Regions from separate parts of the Sus scrofa genome. Here regions 1, 2 and 4 are each linked to region 3. A link is a contact called in public Hi-C and HiChIP or PLAC-seq data. All regions are on one chromosome and are shown on one strand. The core of a region is the stretch at or near the end of the contact, and the rest is flanking DNA. Distances in the headings are between cores, read along the strand shown. Region 1 holds the start of XCR1 (X-C motif chemokine receptor 1). Region 2 overlaps XCR1 (X-C motif chemokine receptor 1). Region 3 holds the start of CCR5 (chemokine (C-C motif) receptor 5). Region 4 holds the start of CCR3 (C-C motif chemokine receptor 3).

Region 1 (3,078 bases), core at 8-2,507, 150 kb before region 3:
TAGCATGTATCTCTCTACCAGCTCTGCATTCAATGTGCATTGGTAGCATGAATTCAACCAACAGGAATATTTGCACATGGAAATTGGCAAACACCAGAAGTTAAGGCACTTTACTTCAGGAGAGTCAGCTGTTAAACATTTATAGCAGCCCAATGCCCCGAAGTCTGAACAGCCTAGAGTTGTCCTGCCAGAATGGGGACTAAAGGGTCAGTGAGTGGATGCAAACTGGGAATTTCTAGTTCTGAAAGTCTGGGACCCCCTAGATTTTATGGAGGGAAGGTTGAAGTAGATACCTCCAAGTACCCCCATTGGCCCTGCATCTTCAGAACAAAATTTTGACCTGCCTCTTTTAAAACAGAATGAATGCATCTTAAGAAGTCACCTGACCAGCTCCCTGCCTTATGGTGGGTGAAATTCTACCTGCTCCAAAGATAGCCCACAGTCCTAATTTTGAGGATCCTTGGTTCTAGTCTTCTTAAGAAGTTGACTCAGTATCAATTCATCCCTGCATCTGCAATGTTTTTCCTAATTAATATTTCCTTCTTGCTACAATTTCTGCTTACACCATGTTTGGGTTTGTTTACATGGGGGAAATTTGGCAAGCAATTTCCTCTTGACTAGCTTTCTACAGAAAGTGCCTCCTGTTCCTTAACACTGGGCTGACTTTCTTAATCAGCCAGCAACAACCGATCGTTCAAGAAAGCATTCTGTTTTTAGTAAAAAACAAGCAACCAAAATCCTCCAAAAGCCAACAAAACCTACCCTATTTCACTGCTGAGCACCCAGTCTTATAAACGCACCCATCTTCATTATTACTATACAATGCATTGCCTCACAGAGGCATCGGGGGTTACTTAGACATTTGACTGGCCCTTGAAAAATTCCCCACCTTTGAGGAGACAGACAGGTAAACAAGTCATGATCTGCAATGGGAGGACTACGGTTCAACCTGGCTGCATGCAAACAAAGTGCCCTCAACAGTAACTGACAAGGCAGGAAGACAAGTGCCACTTACTTTGATTTTGAGGGACTGTGTCCACGAAGTCTTTGTTTCTGGAGCTTTTAGAGTCTCTGTGAACTCAAGGTTCAAGGTCCTGATTGAGTCAGAGGTTCTTAGCTTCCTGTACGATAATAAAGATAGACGCCAGGTCTCAGTCTTTGAGAACAACAAGAAGGGGACGTTCTTCTTTGTACTGTTGGATGTCCAAGAATGGCCACGGCACCCACCAGTGGTCAGTTCCTGAAGGCCAAGTTCACTCTGAGATTTTTTTCTGCTCACTCAGCTGCACTTCTCCCTGGGGAGCTCTGCCTTAAGGGGATTGGGCGGTGGGGTTGGGTGGAGTTGAGCAGGGCTAGGTGGGTGGTGATGAGATTTTCCCAGAACTTGTGAAGCAATTGCAGGGTGGGAGTGTGTGTGCCGTGGGGGCAGGGCACACAGCTTTTGCCCTCAATGAGTAGTCTTTTTTTTTTTTTTTTTTTTTTTTAAGATTGCAAATAGAAGGATTTAAACAGGAACTTTGGGTCCTGTTCCTCAAAATGATCTCGTGCATACAGCCCCAGAGAGGCAAGAGACCACTTCTCTTTGGCACCCTCTACTTGCCTGTGCCAGTGACTGCTCACCGTCCCTCTCTCAGCTCCCTGGTCTCTGCCACACAAACCCCACAGAGTGGGGTTATCTCAAGAAGCCTCTGGCCTGGAGGGAACACAGGTCTGTTGCTTGGGTTTCAGCTGTCGCTTTCAATGCTGCACTCTTGCTGTTATGCAGCAGTCCAACCCGGGCCACATTCAAATTCCAGCTTTCTGCTTGAGACATGGGTGGATCTCTAAGTCTTTTTAAGTCTTGGATCCCACTAAAACACACTAAAAAATCACACTAAATACTTACACTCCAAGAACTCATAAGGTCAGCCTGTATGGGAAAGTGTCACAGACTTCCTGGTACCAGGAAAAATGTGGGCTGGAGGAGGCTTCTTACGATTTGCGCCACAGCTATCAACACCCGCTCTGCGGCTGTACTCACATCCCTCTGCGTTTCCATTTCCTTTTCTATAAAATGGGGGCTCTGGAAACTTCCCCACAGGACTGCTGCCAAGCACCTCTTTCAGAAATCACAAATGCAAATGTGTTTTGAAAATGTCACTCATACCTCCAAGGTTCAGCTCCTCATCTGTAAAATGACAGCTGTACACAGGTGCCATGTGCCAGTCAGGGGAACACTCCATCAGTCTTCCGGGGCTGGGTTTCCCTCGTTAGCAACCCATCCATGAGAGATGGTGGAGCAGGAGGAAGAAGGTAACTAGATGAACAGACAGCTCTGGATGCGCCTGGAACTTGCCACCTGGTGCAGAAAGCAGGGCCTGAGGGGAGCAACAGGGACCAGCCTCGCAAACCAGCCAGGCCTGTACTCAGATCTCAGGTCTACCTTTTACTGACTTTAGGTGTGTTATTTATTTACTCTCTTGAGTTTGAACGTCTCTTTCCTCTTCTGTGAAATGAGGCTAATAATACCACTTTATAGGAAGATTAAAGGAAGAGATACACCCCCCACACACACAACCACATCCATCTGAATGAATGATTTGGCATGCTGCTTGAGACATTAAAAATATCTGTCTTATACAGATGGCCACAACGGTCACATTAAAAGATTATTATTATTAATTATTAGAGAAATGCAAACCAAAACTAGGTACCTCGCACTGGTCAGAATGGCCATCATTAAAAAAAAAAAAATCTACAAATAACAAATGCCAGAGAGAGTACTGAGAAAAGGGAACCCTCCTACACTGCTGGTGGAAATGTAAATTGGTGCCATAGTGGAGAACAGTATGGAGGTTCCTCAGAAAACTAAGGATGGAGTTACCATAGGATCCAGCAATCCCACTCTTGGGCATGTATGCAGACAAAACTATACTTTGAAATGATGTCCCTATTCACAGCAGCACTATTCACAACAGCCAAGAGATGGAAACAACCTAATGTCCACCGACTGATGAATGGATAAAGAAGATACGGTACATATAGACAATGGAACACTACTCAGCCATAAAAAGAATGAAATAATGTCATTTGCAACAA
Region 2 (3,118 bases), core at 163-2,662, 190 kb before region 3:
AGCATTTTATAGTTTTCAGAGTACAGGTCTTTTTGTCTCTTTAGGTAGGTTTATTCCTAGTATTTTATTATTTTTGATGTGATGGTAAATGGGATTGTTTCCCTAATTTCTATTTCTGATCTTTCATTGTTAGTATATAGAAATGCAATCAATTTTCTGTGTATTAATTTTGTATCCTTTGTATTAAAAACAACAGAAACATCTTCTTTGAAGGGTTGTTGTGGGCTTAGGTACTCAACCTTGTGCATGATGAAATCCTCAATTTTTCATGCAGGTAGATGTGTGGACTTCACAGATTTGTACACAAGTGCCTCTCGAACTTCAATGCCCAAATATGTCACCTGTAGATTTTGGTAAAAGGCCATTCTTGACTCAGCAGGTCTAGCTTGGGGCCTATGATTCTGCAAATCTAAAAGCTTCCCAGGGATGCTGCTGCTGCTCTGGGGGCCACATGTCTTATGGCAAGATTGTAGACTCTCTACTAAGAACTTATGGATATTCCTTAGTTATTGCCCCTCACTGTTCTAAACTTGACCGCACAATTTCAGACACTGTAATTAAGAAAAGCAAATGAGGAGTTCCTGTCATGGCTCAGCAGTTAACAAACCTGACTAGCATCCATGAGGACATGGGTTCAGTCCCTGGCTTCACTCAGTGGGTTATGGATCCAGCATTCCTGTGAGCTGTTCTCAGACATGGCTTGGATTCCACATTGCTGTGAACTTCCATATGCTGTGGGTGCGGCCCTAAAAAAAGACAAAAAAAAAAAAAAAAAAAGCAAATGGATTGCCATTTGTTATCTGACCTCACCACAAGGTTTCTGTTCTCTGTTTCTGTTTTGTTGCTATTGTTGTTAATAACCTACTACCCGTAGATCTTCCTTTTGGATAGAATGCCCATATCCTAGTCAAGACATGGAGAGATATTGTGTAACCATACAGGCATTGGGATGTATACCCTTCTGGTTTCCTGGTGGTGCACAATTTCCCCATGCTTAATGACACCTCTGGGTTTGATGTAGCAGTTTTTGCTGTGGTTATCTCTTTCCACACACTTCCTCTTTTCTTGCAAAATAGAGATGACTTACTCCTTTCTTGCAGGCCACAGGCCAAATGAACAAAGGTTTCTTTGAGGGCTTGGGCAGGGCCAGGGGCACATCCATGGCTCTCAGTGGGTGAGGTCTTTTTTTCTTTGTGACCCCCCAGGGTTAATCTACGTGGGCTTTCTCTTATGTTGGAATGAACAATTGCAATTCTTTTAGAGAAACGTGAGGTTTGAAGCACCTCACAAATTCAGATTTCAAGTGGAAGTCTTGTTCAGCCCCTCAACAAGGATGGAAAATAGAACCCAGACATTTTTGTGGTCAAGATTGCCTGGATCACATGATTTCAATGGTAATGCTCACAGCAGCTAGAAACTCAGAGACTCATAGCTGTGGGAGCTGAAAAGAGCCTCAGAATTCTAAAGCTAACTCCTCTATGTTTCAGAGGTGGAAATCAAAGTCCAGAGAGGTTAAGTAACTTTCCCAAGGTCACACAGCTAGCCTGGCTGTCATGGTTATTGTAGGATCATCCCACAAATATTCCAGATGAGAAGTTCCTGCTGTGGGGCAGAAGGTGAGGGATCCCACATTGCTGCAGCTGGGGCATATGTTGCAGCTCTGGCTCAGGTTTGTATCCTGGCTCCAGAACTTCCATGTGCCAGGAAAAACAAACAAACAAATGTTCCAGATGAATTTGTTTGCTTAGTCATTCTCATTTCCTACAACTTCTAACCACCATGTGATAAACATAATGTGTTAATCATTTCTCTGTCTTCCTTATGACTTTTCCATTATGGAAACAACAAAAACTGTTACAATATAATTAGAAAACAGAGGGGAAAATCACCTATGCAATCTTTTTTTGACTCAAGATACACATTACTTTAAAATCTTTTAATGTTTTTTCTTACTTTGTTTTTTAATCAGTAAAATATAGGTGTCTGGAAATAAAAATTCAAATAGTAGAGAAGGCAATAAAAAGTAAATCTTCTTCCTCAATCTTTTCCTAGTTTTCCTTCTAGAAAAGGTATCTTTAGAAGGATTTGATTTTCTTGTTTGATTTTGATTGTTTCTGTTTCTTCTGGTATTTGCCTTGATTGATATTGCTCTATAACCTCCTACACCTATGTCTTCATGTATCAGGTTGAAGCACTATTTATAGACTTTCCATTGTGACCAAAGAGTAGCTTATTCAATTAATGACCTCCTTCTCCCACCTCCAAATCATTGATAAGTATTTTTATTTCCTTTGATGGTTAACTTTATGATTTTACATCATGTTCAATCTCTATTGAAGCAAATTAATCATTTAGCTAGTGATTCGTGATTCTCCACTATGTAAGTTAGGAAAGTAATGTTCCTCTTCTCTCCTATTTCCCACCTTCTCTCAGCTATATCACCTCTTTAACATTGTCAAGGTTTATAATATATGCATTCTGTTTAGTAAGTTATCTCTCCATGTTTTGTCAGTAAGTTAATTCTGATTATTAAAAACCAGTGGACTAACAGTATTTAAAGTACAAAAATGATGTAAATATTATTTCCTGCAGAAGCAGGTATTATGTTGGGATCTGCAGTGAGGAATGTTCCAATGTCAAGGTCAAGTGGGTCTTTTTTTGGACTTCGTCAAGTACAGAAAACCATGACAATTTTTGGTTGGTTTTATATCTGGCCCATGAGGTTATCTATCCACCTGTCTCCCTCTCCCTACCTTTCTCTATCTCTGTATATTTATTTTTTACAATGTACAGTTTCTGAAATTTTTAGTTGATTGACAATATAAATATATGCCTTCTTTATAATATCATAATATCATATCTTCCAGATTTTAAATTACATCATTCAATAAGTCCTCCAAAATGTATTGACTTTTGGCTAGGTCAACTGCTAGGTCACCTGTACTGGAGTTTCTTTTGATTGCATTTCCAGACCGATTTCATTGTTTTTAGTTCTCATATCTTTCTCTTTTTTGAGGAGTACATTGTCAAGTAATTTTATTTCCAGGATGAATGGGAGTCTGAGAGCCTACATGCCTGAATGAGCCTTTATTTCTCTTCCACACTGAATTGATAGTTT
Region 3 (3,384 bases), core at 833-3,332:
CCCTAGTTCCGCAAGGTGGAGTGAGTACAAGCCAACTATTGCCACATACAGAAAAGTATCACTTGTCCATCAGCATCTGAGGGCTCTACCAGTCTATCACCAGTGAACACAAGGCTTCTCTTCTGCCAGCCCAAACTATATTTATGTTACCTACCTCCTGTGAAATTTTATATTCCCTTGTTTGCTACCAGTTTTGTACTCTTTTCACATTCTTCCTCAAGCATACTTTGTACTCTGTCCCTGCTTAACTAGCCCACAAAGGGCAGGCACCTAGGAAAAGCACTACACTCATTCTGTCATTTGATCTTCACCACAGATCTATTGAGTTAGGTTTGTGGGGTGTTTTTTTTGTTTGTTTTTTGGGTTTTTTTATTTTTTGCCCATTTTACAGGTAAGCAAACTAAGGCCTGGAGAGTTTCAGTAACTTGTTCAAACCAAGTCATAATGAGTGAAGCTGGGGGTTCAATCCAGACGCCTGACTAGAGTCCAGTTCTCAATCGCTGCCTCTTGAGTCACACATCCAGGGATGACTGGAACATTTCCATCATGACTCACTGTCCCGACTGTGATTACAAGCTCCTGGCTTTTTCTGTGTGTTTCTGGCTTTCCCCAGCAGTCATGTCCCCCTCTTCTGTAAGCACCAGACATTAGCTTCTCCCTCTCAGCTTCCAGCTTGACGACACTAATCTGCTCCAGACAAGGACCCCAGGGAACCAATTTCATAAGAATTTTATATAATAAATCTAAGAAAGGACCAGTGAGTAACTAAGAATCTGTGTTTATCGAGTGTGTATTATATGCTAAATTCCAGGCAACAAACCCAGGTTGGAATCCTCCCAACAAACCCATGAGGTAACTATCAATGGTCACATCCCACAGATAAGAAAGCTGAGGGCAGCGCCGGGCTTGGAGCCCAGGCAATCTGACAGCAAGAGGCCACTTGCTCTATCCTGTGTTGGCAATATCCACAGGTCTGGGGTCCCCTCAGATCACAAGCCAGTGCTTCTTATTCTGTGGCAGAGGAAAGAGAAGCCCCCAGGGGGCGCTCTTGTGGCTCAGGGCTGGCTCTCTGCTAGGTTCTCAGTTCTGCAGTCAACAAACAGTCCCAAAGTTTTCAGATAAGTAACCAACCACGCCAAGAAAGCTTGGTATGACCGCATTTAGGACTGAAGAAGAATCCTGAACCGACCCTATTCATCTGCTGTTTGTTGCCTGTTTCATGTGGAAAAATTCTCACAGAAATTCCAGGTATCACAGCTGTGGCTGTAAAAAAAAAAAAAAAGAAAGAAATTCCAGAAAGACTGTACCCTTGGAGTGAGGAACTCTGCTGCCTATATCCCTGGGAGAGGACAGACACCCACAAATGCCTGCTGACCTGAAGGGCTGCAAAAATGGTGATTAGGAAGAGTGAAAATTCATAATGACATGCACCAGGATGCTTGATCCAGAGGAAGATGGGCCACATGATTAGCTCACAGGTGAGTTAAAACCCTGAAGCAACCAGTTATTTTAGTCTGCAGAGGAAAACAATACTGGGTGGTGAGTATATGCATGTGAGTTGTGGTAGCCAAGGGGGGATGGCAGGATGGCAGATAAAGGGGTGCACTGGATGAATGTGAGGTGTTCCCTTCACTTTAAAATTGGTTCTAACTGGCTCTCCTGGAAGACAAACAGTAAGGGAGTCAGCATCTCTCATCCCACTAGCCTCCCCCGATAAGCCCTGTGGTCTTATACACATCACCTGCCTCTTGGACAACAGTTCCTTTCAGTAAAACTAGGGCTCTTGACCAAATGGAAATGAATATTCATCTCACTCTAATATCTTTCCATTCTTTCTGTTTTCTAACTGACTGTGTCGCAGGATGAACTGAGAACCAAAAAGAAATTGTGTAATCAGGGAAACTCGTGAATAAACTTTCAGACCAGAGATTTTCTAGTCTATTTAAGGCTCTGCTTTTAAAAAAAAAAAAAAAAGGAGGGGGCTATTCTCTGATGGGTATTTTTGTGTGCTGCAACACACTTATTCGCTAAAACTCCGCCCCCCGTCTCAGAAGAAACTGTGCATTTCCTACTTTTATGCTGTCTATATGTTTGATTTGCACAGCTCAGCTGGTCAGAGGAGCTGAGACATCCGTTCCCCTTCAAGAATCTCTCCCGGTAAGTCACCTCTCAGCCACTCTGTCTATTACTTCGCTCGGTTTGTGTGATGAGTAAAGGCCTTTACAGGAAACCAGAGGAGACATTAGAGAAACACCAGGTGCCCATTGAACTATCTTAAAATGTAATCTTTAAGATAAGGAAAAAGTTAGAATTTAGAATGAGTTTCAGACTGTGATAACATCAAAAGATACAAAACATGATTATGAATGAAAGACTTTATAGGGAACAATGCTACCTAAAAACAAAAACAAAAACCCTCATTTTTCAGAAGAAAGATTTTCAGGGAGAGGATGATTCCCGGCCAAAACCTTGGGAAATTGTCTCCTGGTAAGAATGGTGAAGAGAACTAAAACCTCCTTCAGGGGATGCCCTCTGAACGTGTGCCCAAGATGATCTAAGTCTCATTCTTTCTTTCTTTTTTTTTTTTTTTTTGCCAAGAAGGAAGCCTGAAAATTGCCAAATTAGTATCAAATTACAAATATCAAATCAAGTTTTTCAGCACATTTCATGAGTGATTCTCTTTCTGGCTCAGAATTTGAATGTGAGATTTTTCCATGTGCTTCTCTCAGCCACCTAGTCTGAGGGACCGGGATCTCAGGACTCACCAGGATTAATCACAGAGAGTTCTCAGGCAAGCAGTGGAACTTCAAACAGACCAAGCCAATCAGTGGGTTGCGAAGGGACTGAGCTATCTATCCCAGGATGCAGGATGGGAGATGGAACGTTGGCCACTTGGCCGTTTCTGGGGTGTGTTTGGGAGCTCTCAATCATAGAAGAAACTTCAGAGAAACTGAGAATGGCAGCCTGGACTTTACAGCTAGCTGCTGGCTCCTATGACCGTCTCGAAGTCTTGGGCATCTGCCTGTTTCATTCTGACTACATCGAGGCGCCAGACTGATGGTCCCGCTTTTAGTTCTCTCACCAAGGAGTGAAAGACAGGGGACCACAGCGATGAAGAGTGCAGGCTGCCTGAGTTCAAAACCAGGTGTGGCCTCGCTATGTGTTTTTGCGGGGGCTACTCATCCTCTCTGTGCTCTGAGGGCCTTATTTGCAAAACAGGACAATAACATGACCTGCTTCGCTGGGTCACCTTGGGGATTCACTGAGTGAGTGGAAGTGAAGCTCAGAAAAGTGCTCGGCATGCAGAGTGCCCCGGGAACTGTTCATTCTTTCCAACACACGTGTGATAGTGCTCTGTGAAAGCCTACTCCAGGGAACGGCAAC
Region 4 (3,132 bases), core at 324-2,823, 130 kb before region 3:
GAAATAAACATTTCTCCAAAGAAGACATACAGATGGCCAACAGGCACATAAAAAGTTGCTCAATATCGCTGATTATTAGAAAATTGAAATCAAAACCACAATGAGGTATCATCCCACTCTGGTCAGAATGGCCATCATCAAAGTGTATACAAACAATAAATGCTGGAGAAGGGTGTGGGGAAAAGGAACCCTCCTACACTATTGGTGGGAACGTAAATTAGCATAGGCACTCTGGAAAACAATATGGAGGTTCCTCAAAGAACTAAAAATAGGGAGTTCCCATTGTGGTTCAGTGGTAATGAACCCGACTAGTATCCATGAGGGCAATGGTTCCATCCCTGGCCTCCCCCAGTGGGTTAAGGATCCAGAGCTGCTGTGAGCTATGGTGTTGGTTGCAGAAGTGGCTCAGATCCCATGTTGCTGTGGCTATGGTGTAGTTCCAATTTGACCCCTAGCCTGGGAACTGCCATGTGCCACAGGTGCACTCCCAAAAAGACAAGACGAACAAACAAAAGTCTTAAAAGTAGAATTACATATGATCCAGCAATCCCACTCCAGGGCATATATCTAGAGAAAACTATAACTCAAAAATATACGTGCATCCCCATGTTTACTGGAGCACTATTTATAAGAGTCAAGACATGGAAGTCACCTGAATGTCCACCGACAGATGAATGGATAAAGAAGATGTGGTATAAGGAGTTCCCTTTGTGGCTCAGTGGTAACAAATCTGAGGAGTATCCATGAGGACACAGGTTCAATCCCTGCCCTCACTTGGGGGTTAAGGATCCAGTTTTGCCGTGATCTGTGGTGTAGCCCGCAGACTTGGCTCCAATCTGGTGTTGCTGTGGTGTAGCCTGGCAGCTGCAGCTCTGATTCAAGCCCTAGCCTGGTAAGTTCCATATGCCATGGGTGTGGCCCTAAAAAGACCAAAAAAAAAAAAAAAGAGAGAAGATGTGGTATATATACACAATGGAATATTATATATTTGTACATATAACTGAATCACCATGCTGTACACCTGAAATGAACATGACACCGTGAATCAATTATTTGATTAAAAAAAAATAAAAAAGAGTTCCCGTTGTGGCTCAGTCAGTGGGTTAAGAACCCGACTAGAATCGGGTTCTTAATCAATGCAGGTTTGATCCCTGGCCTCACTCAGTGGGTTAAGGATCCAGCGTTGCCATGAGCTATGGTGTAGGTTGAAGACTCGGCTTGGATACGGCATTGCTGTGGCTGTGGCGTAGGCTGGCAGCTGCAGTGCCGCTTGGACCCCTAGCCCAGGAACTTCGATATGCCACAGGTGTAGACATAAAAGGAAAAAGAAAAATAAAGAAAAGAAATGCAGACTCTCAGGCCCCATAGCAGGCCCACTGAAAGAGAATCTGAATTTTTACCAGCTCCCCCAGGGATTTGTTTGCACATCACATTATGAGACACCCTGGTCTAGAAGATCACAGTCCTGTGACATAGCAATCTGGGTTCAAGAGATGCCCAGAGGAAGGTGGGTGGGGCCCCAAGTGTTGTGCAGCGATATTGACAGTTAATCTGACACTAGAGACATGAGTTGAGTCTGTCAGGACCAGGGGCAGGAAATGGGTGTATAAACAGCCTTATGCACCCCAGCCCCTTTCAGCATACATTGGTTGACTCGTTACTGGACGGAGGGTGCACACTCACTGTGCTGCCCAGATAAACGGTGGCCTCTGAGACCCACGCTGAAGCTTAGTAGGGGTGCCTTGGGTCCTGCAGTCAGACCTCTGACCTCACATCTGGTTCCCACACTGAGTTGGTAAGTCCAAGGAGGAAGTCACACCTACCTGTTGCTGGTGGGAGTGGAATTGGTCCCCCTCTGTGGAGGGTGGTCATTTTACCCCATACTTCAGAATTCTAAATGGGTGCCACTTCAGTGCCAATTCTACTTCTAGGGATTATCCTACTCATCTGGCAGAAGACACAAGTTACAAGCATGTTCCTTATGCTATGGGGACTGGTCAAGGGAATACTGTGCCAACTTCTGCATTGGTACAAAGCCCCTCAGGCTGGAGTGAATGGGCAAAGTCAGTGTTCAAGAGCAGGATTCTACAGGCAGGTAAACTGGAGAGGCACGGGTTGTGAAGGTGCCTTGTCTCTGGAAGGAGGTGCAATGGACATCTAGTATTTGTGGTGTCTGGTGAGAGAACTGGGTGCCTGGGGGAGAGAGAGTCCAATTCTTCACTCTATGTTATTTTTCATCATTTGTCTTTTGTAACAAGGGCAATTATTTTTTTTTAGGATTATTATTATTTTTTTTAATTTATGTCTTTATTTCCCCAATACATCATTATTTTTTTTTTCCTACTGTACAGCATGGCGACCTAGTTACACATCCAGGTATACATTCTTTTTTTTTTTTTTTTTTTTTTTGCTATTTCGTGGGCCGCTCTCACAGCATATGGAGGTTCCCAGGCTAGGGGTTGAATCAGAGCTGTAGCCACTGGCCTACGCCAGAGCCACAGCAACGCAGGATCTGAGCCACGTCTGCGACCTACACCACAGCTCACGGCAACGCCGGATCGTTAACCCACTGAGCAAGGGCAGGGACCGAACCCGCAACCTCATGTTTCCTAGTCGGATTCGTTAACCACTGCGCCACGACGGGAACTCCAACAAGGGCAATTATTATGTGCCTAGCAGTTCTCAAGGTAAGGTCCAAGGAGTCCTGGGGGTCCCCAAAAATCCATCCAAGGGGTCCCCATTGTCTTCCTTCATCCAACTATGCATCTGTGTGAGGCTGGTTTTCCTTCACAGATTTCAATCAAACCAACACATCACAGCACACTGGATACAGATGCAGCTGTGGGGATCCAGCCACTTTTCTCACTAAAATATTTTTGTTTTGGAAAATATAATTGTTTTATGAAAGTATTATTTATGATAAGATGCAACAATTTTATTACAGTTATTTTAAGTAAACAACTAAATTTTTAAAAGGTCTCAGTTTCAACTTTTACTACTATAAATGTCATCCACAAAAAACAAAGGTTCTTTGGAGTTTCTGTTGTGGCTCAGTGGTTTAAGAACCTGACAGTGTCCGTGAATGCAGATTCAATCCCTGACCTCGCTCACGGGTTAAGGATATGGCATTGC

Evidence for each region. Hi-C and Micro-C count contacts between places; a contact is called where the count stands out from the background. HiChIP or PLAC-seq counts read pairs in DNA pulled down with a chosen protein or histone mark.
Region 1: a contact with region 3 is called in an H3K27ac HiChIP or PLAC-seq map of alveolar macrophages, with 7 times the contacts expected there. The contact joins the promoter of XCR1 here to the promoter of CCR5 in region 3. A contact is called at or near these places in 1 of 5 promoter capture datasets (skeletal muscle) and 1 of 2 datasets of contacts at active chromatin or transcription factors (alveolar macrophages).
Region 2: a Hi-C map of embryonic fibroblasts shows a contact between it and region 3, with 2.1 times the contacts expected there. The contact joins the enhancer-like site here to the promoter of CCR5 in region 3. A contact is called at or near these places in 1 of 5 promoter capture datasets (fetal skeletal muscle), 3 of 47 Hi-C or Micro-C datasets (embryonic fibroblasts, fibroblasts and mesenteric adipose tissue) and 1 of 2 datasets of contacts at active chromatin or transcription factors (alveolar macrophages).
Region 4: an H3K27ac HiChIP or PLAC-seq map of alveolar macrophages shows a contact between it and region 3. The contact joins the promoter of CCR3 here to the promoter of CCR5 in region 3. A contact is called at or near these places in 1 of 5 promoter capture datasets (fetal liver) and 1 of 2 datasets of contacts at active chromatin or transcription factors (alveolar macrophages).

What each region holds. Positions count from the first base shown.
Region 1 is chr13:29,232,545-29,235,622 of Sscrofa11.1, forward strand. XCR1 (X-C motif chemokine receptor 1) reads right to left here and starts at 1,258. Exons shown (of 4, transcript NM_001001622.1): 1 at 1,016-1,258. It overlaps CCR1 (C-C motif chemokine receptor 1), which reads right to left and starts at 1,318. Exons shown (of 2, transcript NM_001001621.1): 1 at 1,016-1,318.
Region 2 is chr13:29,189,414-29,192,531 of Sscrofa11.1, forward strand. XCR1 (X-C motif chemokine receptor 1) reads right to left here. Exons shown (of 4, transcript NM_001001622.1): 2 at 608-746. Among named protein-coding and RNA genes, the nearest start is that of XCR1, 43 kb to the right of the region's middle. Within about 2 kb of position 1,413, at least 13 of the 83 cell types and tissues checked have an H3K27ac peak or open chromatin away from gene starts, as enhancers often do. A contact at or near this core is called in alveolar macrophages and embryonic fibroblasts, where this site is marked.
Region 3 is chr13:29,381,254-29,384,637 of Sscrofa11.1, forward strand. It overlaps CCR5 (chemokine (C-C motif) receptor 5), which reads left to right and starts at 2,083. Exons shown (of 2, transcript NM_001001618.1): 1 at 2,083-2,157.
Region 4 is chr13:29,250,387-29,253,518 of Sscrofa11.1, forward strand. CCR3 (C-C motif chemokine receptor 3) reads left to right here and starts at 1,574. Exons shown (of 3, transcript NM_001001620.1): 1 at 1,574-1,795; 2 at 1,932-2,091.